Regions from separate parts of the Sus scrofa genome. Here regions 2 and 3 are each linked to region 1. A link is a contact called in public Hi-C data. All regions are on one chromosome and are shown on one strand. The core of a region is the stretch at or near the end of the contact, and the rest is flanking DNA. Distances in the headings are between cores, read along the strand shown. Region 1 overlaps SYN3 (synapsin-3). Region 2 overlaps SYN3 (synapsin-3). Region 3 overlaps SYN3 (synapsin-3).

The links. Hi-C and Micro-C count contacts between places; a contact is called where the count stands out from the background.
Region 2: a Hi-C map of liver shows a contact between it and region 1, with 4 times the contacts expected there. A contact is called at or near these places in 3 of 47 Hi-C or Micro-C datasets (heart right ventricle, liver and skeletal muscle) and 1 of 2 datasets of targeted methods (skeletal muscle).
Region 3: a contact with region 1 is called in a Hi-C map of subcutaneous adipose tissue, with 2.0 times the contacts expected there. A contact is called at or near these places in 10 of 47 Hi-C or Micro-C datasets (alveolar macrophages, embryonic fibroblasts, heart right ventricle and 6 more) and 1 of 2 datasets of targeted methods (skeletal muscle).

The regions. Positions count from the first base shown.
Region 1 is chr5:12,395,021-12,397,831 of Sscrofa11.1, reverse strand. All of the region lies in intron 6 of SYN3 (synapsin-3), which reads right to left. LOC102167235 (a long non-coding RNA gene) reads left to right here. Exons shown (of 3, transcript XR_298408.3): 3 at 1,228-2,811. Among named protein-coding and RNA genes, the nearest start is that of FBXO7, 130 kb to the left of the region's middle.
Region 2 is chr5:12,325,007-12,327,706 of Sscrofa11.1, reverse strand. All of the region lies in intron 6 of SYN3 (synapsin-3), which reads right to left. Among named protein-coding and RNA genes, the nearest start is that of TIMP3, 84 kb to the right of the region's middle.
Region 3 is chr5:12,483,695-12,486,394 of Sscrofa11.1, reverse strand. All of the region lies in intron 10 of SYN3 (synapsin-3), which reads right to left. Among named protein-coding and RNA genes, the nearest start is that of FBXO7, 41 kb to the left of the region's middle.

The DNA.
Region 1 (2,811 bases), core at 97-2,596:
GTCAAACCTTGAAAGACCAAATTGGAAGGAGAAGCAGAGAAGAGGAAATTCCTTTTAGGCTGAGTTGCCTGGATTTCCTTTTGCTTTCCACCTCATTTCCGTGAGGGCTACCTTTATTGACTTGAGGTCTGGGTCTGGAGGAAACTAGGGGCTGTATTTGGGGCCATTATTAGTTAAGTTCAAACTCCTTCATTCCCTCGGGGCAGGTGAGAGGGAGCCTGGCTGCGGCAGGGGGGAAGGACGGCCCTCAGAGGAAAGCAGCTGGAATGCGTTTTCTCACAGTCACACTTTAGTTAATATCCCAGAAAGTCAGAGCTGGGAGGAACTTACAGATCAGTATGTCCAAAAGGCTCTGACCCTGGGCTCCCTTGCCAGGCTACACGGGAGGTGGACCTCAAGATACTGGATGCAAAAATGTTCCCCTGTGTCTGCGAAGAATTGCATTTTTTTAGGGGAGATTCTATGGACTTCTGTTTCTACAAGGGAGCTTAGACAATTCCTTCTGAAAGTTCAGAACACTGGATACTTCTTGTTTATCTTGTTTTTTTGTTTGTTTGTTTTGTTTTTGTTTTTTGTAGAAGGGGAAATGGAGGCCCAGAGAGGGGAGGTGTCATGCTTAAGGTCACTGATGTGATGGAGCTTGGGTTAGAGCCCAGCAGAAGTAGGGGTCAGGGAGACTTGTTCCCCCTGAACCTATTTTCCCAAAACGGGGCCTTTTCAACAGTGTTTACCACCAAAGGTTGACCAGATAACTGTTACAAGTAAGATTAAAGGCTAGCAGAAGCATGAAGGCAAGATTGTGAATCACGGGAGAAGTATGGTTGACGGTTTTAAATATGCAACCAATCAATGGCTGCACCTCATCACCCCAGCCTGCCCAGCCAAGCCCGACTGGCAGACCTGGATATGCCCCTGGATCCCTCGAATCCAGGAGGCTACTCCCCAATCCATGCTCTCTCCTCCTAGTCATCCATTCAGCAAATATTTATTGATCTTTCAACTGTGTACAGATGCCAGGATATAGCAGGGAGCAAAGTTCCTGCCTTTGTGGCACTTACTCCAATTTAACTGGTGACATCTTTATATTAATGGGAGAGGACTTGGGTCCAGGGTGGAGTGGCATAGCTTTGCTGGAAAAAGGCTCCTCCTTGAGCTTTGAGGTGCCCCCTCCCTCCCCAAGAGAGGGTTCTGACGGGAAGAGATGACACTAATACTCATTTGTTTCAGATTCGACATCCTCCATCTCAACAGGGTCCCCGAGGTTTTCCTGACTCCAAGGACACTGCAGATTCCCAGCTCATAACAAATGATGTTCATGCACATGCCAGCCCTTTCTTTCTATGAGGCAATCCTCAGAGGCCTTTGCCAAGATAAACTGTTTGGCCTTCTGCCTTGAAAGTCGATCCTCTTCTGCGTCTGATTATTGCTTTTCTGAAACACAGGGACAATGACATCATTGCTCCCTCCCTGGTTTGGGGATTTGATGGTCAGCATGAAGTCAGGGTTTGGAATGGTGCCTGCTCTTTGCCAATGTCCACGGGCGGGGGTGGCCTGGAGTAAAGCAAGCTCGTGAGGGGGAGGTGGGTGCCGTGAGGTCCCCAGGGGCTGGGGGTTGGGGGCAGATTCGCTTTTCATTCTGTTGCCAGCATCCGGGTCTGCCTTGTTGTATATGGGATAGGCAGTATTCTGATGAGGGCTGAGCTGACATTCAATGGATACACACCTGCCTGGCTGTACCCATTATTACAATGGTTAAATACCTTCGTTCCCATTGGTAGTCATTTGTGGGGTGCCTTCCCACCACCTCAGCTTCTCTGGCCTCTCCCTGGGCCAACATCCTAGAATTCCCACCATCTAGCACCTCCAGGGACCTATCCAGTAGCCCTCTGATGGTCGATGCCTGTGCCACACTGTAGGTAAAATATGCTTACTACTCCTCACAGAGGGATGGGAGAACTTTGGCTGGTCTGTTGGCTAGATGCCTGCAGGAGGCCATTGCCATGTGAGTTAGGGTCAAAGTCTGTTTCTTGGGCTCCCAGGCCTGGAACCTGTCAACAGAAATTCCCTCTTGCCACTGTGGGGCATGGTCCTTGCATAATCAAGGGTTAATAGTTCCTCTGCTAGAGGTTAGAAGGCACTGCAGAGGTTATTCCCGTCCACCCGACTCTTTGCACAGAGAACCTTCAGCTCAGAAGGGAAGTCATTTGTTCAAGTCATAGCAAGTTGGTGACCCATCCAAGCCTTCTGACTGTCATGATAGCCAAGGGAACATTTCCCATACCCCAAAGGGACTGTGCCTGGGGTAAAAATCAGGAATTACTGAAGCGGTTTATTTAGTCCATCTAGAGCACAATTTCTCCCAAAATGAAAAGCAAGGCAGTGTCAAGCTGCAATGAGAGAGCTCGGGGGCCAGGGGTGGTAAACTTGAATGCCCGGGGGCCAAGGAGTGACAGATGCCAGGGAGGAGGAGGCAAGCAAAGACCATGAAGACGTTTGAAACATTCTACCCTCGTAGGCTCCCTTTCTGCACCAGGTCCATTTAGCAGAATGGTCATTGTCTTCTCTAGTTTGTGTGGATTTCAAACTTAGCCCTGGCCAGGCACAATCATATTACCCAGTAACCTGGCAGGTACCTATGCAGAGGTCTCGATTTGGCAGTGCATGGGCTGAACGTGGCTTGTGAATCTATTTCACTGGGACCACCCAGTGTTGCTGATCTTTCAAAAACTGAATAAGCTGCTAACATTTATAAAGTGGGAGATTTCATATAAAAACTTGGACATGGGGCTTTTCTTGAATAATTGTTAGGGA
Region 2 (2,700 bases), core at 22-2,521, 70 kb after region 1:
AATGGGAAAAAATCCAAATACAGAAAGAATAATTATGCATTGCAAAACATTCAGAAAAATCAAAATAGTTTAAAGATAAATGTCATCTCTAATCTCACCCTGGGTATTTCCACAACTTTTTTTTTTTGGCCACTCCCACAGCCTGTGGAAGTGTCCAAGCTAGGGATCAAACATGTGCCATAGCAGTGACTCAAGCCACAGCAGTGGCAACTCCAGGTCCTTAACTGATAGGCCACCAGAGAATTCTTCCACAGCTTTTTCTGATGCATTCCATTTCACATAAATGTGATTATTTTTTATAATAATAAATACTTAATTACTTCCTTTTCTTGTTAAGAATATGTCATGGCAAAGTTCTGTATCAATATTTACGAAGCTACACCGTTATTTTTAATGGCTGCGAAGTACTTCTGGTTTATCTCACTTATTTAGGTTACTTCCATTACTTCACTTTTATGAATAATGCTTCAATGAACGGATTTGCACGTGAATCCTTACACCCTGGGTTGATTATTTTGGGTTAATTATTCAAGTGCTTCTGGTTAATTATTCAAGTGCTTCTAAGTCAAAGAACCCACATATTTTGGAGTTCCTGTTGTGGCTCAGTGGTAACAAACCCAACTCGTATACAATGAGGACGCAGGTTTGATCCCTGGCCCCGCTCAGTGGGTTAAGGATCGATATAGCATTGCCATGAGCTGTGGTGTAGGCCACAGGCATGGCTTGGATCTCAAGTTGCTGTGGCTGCGGCATAGGCTGGCAGATGCAGCTCCATTTTGACCCTAGCCTGAGAACTTCCATGTGCTGTGGGTGTGGCCTAAAAATACAAAAAAAAAAAAAAAAAAAAACCACACTTTTTTTTACTTTTCATATATATTTACAGATGCCCCCCACCCCACCCCCAGCCCCAGAAAGGTCATAACTATTTTCACTCCCACCATCAGTGGATAAAAACACTGACGTTCCCACATCCTGGATGCCAAAGGTGTCCAGCTCACCATCTGTCCTTGCAGAACTCTGTAGGGAACTGTCCCACCCACCACTGTACTGTGACTAACTGACCCAGTTTGTCCCAAACTGAGGAGGGTCCTGGGACATGATTTTCAGTTTTAAAATCTGGAAAGTCCCAGGCACATGGGATGAGTAGGTCACCCTACACAACCCGTGACAATAATGCACCCAGGATTTTTATCAGAACCACACATAGGCCAGTGCTGAGTTCTGCTACAGCCGACTGGCGCAGGAGTGATCACCTGGGCCAAGGACGGTTAGTCATGCAGCGCAAAGAGATAGTCTGAGCCAATCAGAGTTCTTCTTTTGGGAGTTTACTCTGGGAATACAGAAAGAATTTATCCATGAGCAATGGGAAACAGGTCTAAAGTTCAACAGCTTAACAGTGGACAAAAGGGGTCAGTTAGCTAAGCACCAGCAAAAGTATTATGGGAGAAAAAACTTAGGAGTAAGAAAGAGGAGCTGGTTTTAAGAGGTGGAAAGAGGAGGAGAGTAACTGTGTTAATAGAGAGGCGAGATTCTTCAGCATTCCTGCACTTCCCAAGGGCTTTCTTGTTCTTCTCTGGGTTATTGTGCAAGTGTCCTCAAAATAATTGCTTATGCCCTCTCCTTCTCATTAACTTGCTATCATTTGAATGAATCAGTTCCTTGTAAGCTGAGAGGCTTTTTCAATACTTCTGGGTATTACCCATAATTTCCCTCTTTGCCAATTCATTTGAATGACCACAATGGACTTCTCATGTAATTTTGTTGAAACATGCATATCTTGAGTAAATTTGAATATCTTTTTGGAAATTCATGCTTCCAGGATTTAGTCGATGGTCAGAGGCAGATGAAGAGTGACGTACAGGACAAGACCTGCTGGATCCTCTGTTGGGGTATCTGATACCTGCTCTTCAGCGTGGCGACCTGTCCCCTCTTTCCAGCCTTGACTCTGGCTTGGCAACCTGATGGTGGTTATGTGGGCTCCTGCCCACTTCATGGTCCTTCTGGCTTTTTAACCCCAGTCTGCTAACCTCATCCATATTAAATGCATCTCTGCAGCTGAGCAGAAACACCCTGACCCTCCAATCAAGGCTGCCTCTGCACCTGCTCTTTCCCTGGCCAGGAGTACACTCTAGTTATCCCATGGCCGGAGGCTTTTTTTTGGATACAGGCTTCAGCTCAAGTAGCTCCTCAGAGAAGCCTATTCCGACTATCTCACTTGACCTGGCTTCCTTCTCTGCCCATCTCCCTATGCACTCTTCATAACTGTTTTATATTCTGTATAGAACTTAGCACCATTTCATATTATAGGACTAATTTTATTGTTTGTCCCTCCCACTAGATGTAAGCTCCTTGGGACTTGTCTGGTATGTTTTGCTCACTATGCCCAGAGTCTAGGAATAAAATGCCTTGCATGTAAGCAGGTGCTGATGGACTGAATTCATTAACGGACAGGGGAAGAAAATTCATTGCAGCAAAAGTACATCGGTCCCCTTATAACAGTCAGCCAGAGGGGGAGAGCTGATGAGCGTCCTGGCTTACAAGACATGTGATTTGGGGTCCACATGTATTTTCCAGGACATCTGATGTGTTTGTCATCTTGACACCCTCCAGTGGCTTCCCTTTGCACTTGGAATAAAAAAACAAACAAACAAACAAACAAAAAAAACCTTCAGGGCCTGACCTCTGCTGATCCACTCAACA
Region 3 (2,700 bases), core at 130-2,629, 89 kb before region 1:
GGGAAACATTTTTTTCCAGTGAGCAATGTCATTGCTTGGACAGGTCATGGAGGACAAGTTCAAGGGTCTTTCCCCCGAGTATTTCACTGTGAGGACCTTCACAAAACATGTCCCACAAATTTTATGTCCTCACCACAGAGGCGGCTGAAGAAATCAGTATTTTTGGATCTCTTCTGTCTTTTTTTTTCCCCAACTGGGGAAAAAATATCTTTTATCTTCTTGGTAAAAAGCTCCCCATCTCCCTTGACCCCACTCTAAACTGAAAAGCCAGGGAAACAACTCTGCAATGTTTCTGAAAGAAAAAAAGAAAATCTAAAAAGTCATTTTCCCCTCCCTCCTGTAACATTTTTGGAAGATGTTTTCTTGTTTTTTAAAGTCCAAACCCACTTTTTTTTTCTTTTATTTTAATGTGAAAGGTCTTTCATTCCTGACCCTCTGAATGTCTGGAGGTAGGGAGCCTTGGCCCCTCGGGTACAAATTTTTGTTTCCTGAGAGGGAATTTTGAGGAAACTCAGAGATGCAGGAGCTCTTGAGGGCAGAGATAATGCTGAAGCAAGACAGAAGGGGCTGCACTCCCAGGAGGGAGGGGAAGGGAGTGCAGGGGTCCTTCATCTGCTGATTGCCTCTCGCCTCCCAGGTGGAAGCTCTAAGGGACAGTGTCTCTACTATTGTGTTCACTGCTGTATCCCCGTCACCTGGCTTGGGGTCTGGTGTCCAGAGCAGGGGCTCAATAGCGGATGAATGAATGGATGAATGAATCCATGACTGCATGTGTGCCAAAGCTGTGTTCATGTCTGGTGGTCTCTGTGCAGAGATGCAGAGGCAGGCGGGCCAGGAAGGGTCTCAGGAGAGGCAATACCCCCAGTATTGGCCTGCAGCTCCCAGGCATCCTCAGGAAGGTGGGAGCCTTCTTCCTCCAGGGAGCAGCCTGGCGCTTGCTTAGAAGCAAGTACACAGGCCAGCAGTTCAGCTCCTTCAATGTCCTCTGAGGAGGGGTTGGTGAGGGGACTTGAGGGGAGAGCTATTTTCTAGAGCAGGACTGAACCTGCAAGTATAGATGCAACTCATCCTTGGAAGCTACCTGGTCTTTCTGGGGTGGGTGAGTGTGGGCAGAGGAATGGTGTCCACCCTAGACTCCCTCCCCTTCACTTCCAAGCTGGCTCCTCCCTAGGCTGGAGTATGAAGGCCCGCCTGGCATGGCTGGGGGCGAACAGCAGGGCTCCCATCCATGGAGTCACCTGGCCCTGCCGCGCTGTGGGTCCTGGGTGTGGAGCAGACACGCGGGGATGGAGGACTGGCTGGCTCCTGCGGTCACCCCGGCCATGTGCTTCCCATTAGCCGCCCACACCCCAGGGAGGGGGGCAGCCGCAGGGCTCTCCCTCACGTGTCTTGGCCTTGTGTCAGCACTGCCTCTCTGCTGTGGTTTGAGGAGAAGGCCATGGAAGGGAAGTGCCGTAAGGAGCTCTGGGGGGTGTGAGTGTGGAGTGGCGAGGCTAGGGAGGGAAGGGAGAACTCTGAGCCAGAGGGCATTTTCAGAGGAAGCAATGGAGAGCCTTGGGCTGGGGTGGTGGGGGCAGGGGACAGGGGGCAGGGAAAGGGAGTTAGGATGGGACATGGAGACTGTGAAGTGAGGAAGGACATGGGGAGCCATGGAGGAAAGAGGGGGACTGTGGCATTGGGGGAGGCAAGGGAGGATCCACGGAGGGGAGAGAGGGATTGTGGGATTGGGGGGAGGCATGGGGGGAGTCATGGAGGGAGGGGGGATTGTGGGATTGGGGGGAGGCATTGGGGGGAGTCATGGAGGGAGGGGGGATTGTGGGATTGGGGGGAGGCATGGGGGGAGTAATGGAGGGAGGGGGATTGTGGGATTGGGGGGAGGCATGGGGGGGAGTCATGGAGGGAGGGGGGATTGTGGGATTGGGGGGAGGCATGGGGGGAGTCATGGAGGGAGGGGGGATTGTGGGATTTGGGGGAGGCATGGGGGAGTCATGGAGGGAGGGGGATTGTGGGATTTGGGGGAGGCATGGGGGAGTCATGGAGGGGAGGGGGGATTGTGGGATTTGGGGGAGGCATGGGGGGAGTCATGGAGGGGAGGGGGGATTGTGGGATTTGGGGGAGGCATGGGGGGAGTCATGGAGGGGAGGGGGGATTGTGGGATTTGGGGAGGCATGGGGGGAGTCATGGAGGGGAGGGGGATTGTGGGATTGGGGGAGGCATGGGGGGAGTCATGGAGGGAGGGGGATTGTGGGATTGGAAGAGACATAGGGGGAGCTATGCAGGGAGATGGGGACTGTGGAGCCAGGAGAGACATGGGCAGCATGGAGGGGAGATGGGGATTGTGGGACTGGAGGAGGCTGGGGCCTCTGGAGGGAGAGGGGCATTGTGGGATTGGGAGAAGGTGGAGAGGAAGTTGTGGGGGTGTGGGGAGGGTGATGAAAAGACTACAGAGACCTGTAGGCAACAGCTCTGGAGGACATCAGGAACTGTGGGCCTGTGGGATGCATGGGCTGCAGGAAGTTGAGGGGGAGAGTCTGGGACTCCGAGCCCCTTTGAGCCTCTCTCTTACAATTAATTTTCCTTCTATCACGCTCCGTTCCTAACCTTCAGCGCCCTTACTTGTTTACTATTCTTTCCTGCCGGCCTGTCCACCCCATGTCTGTCTTGCTTACTGGCTCTGTCTCCTGAGCTCTCCCACACCAA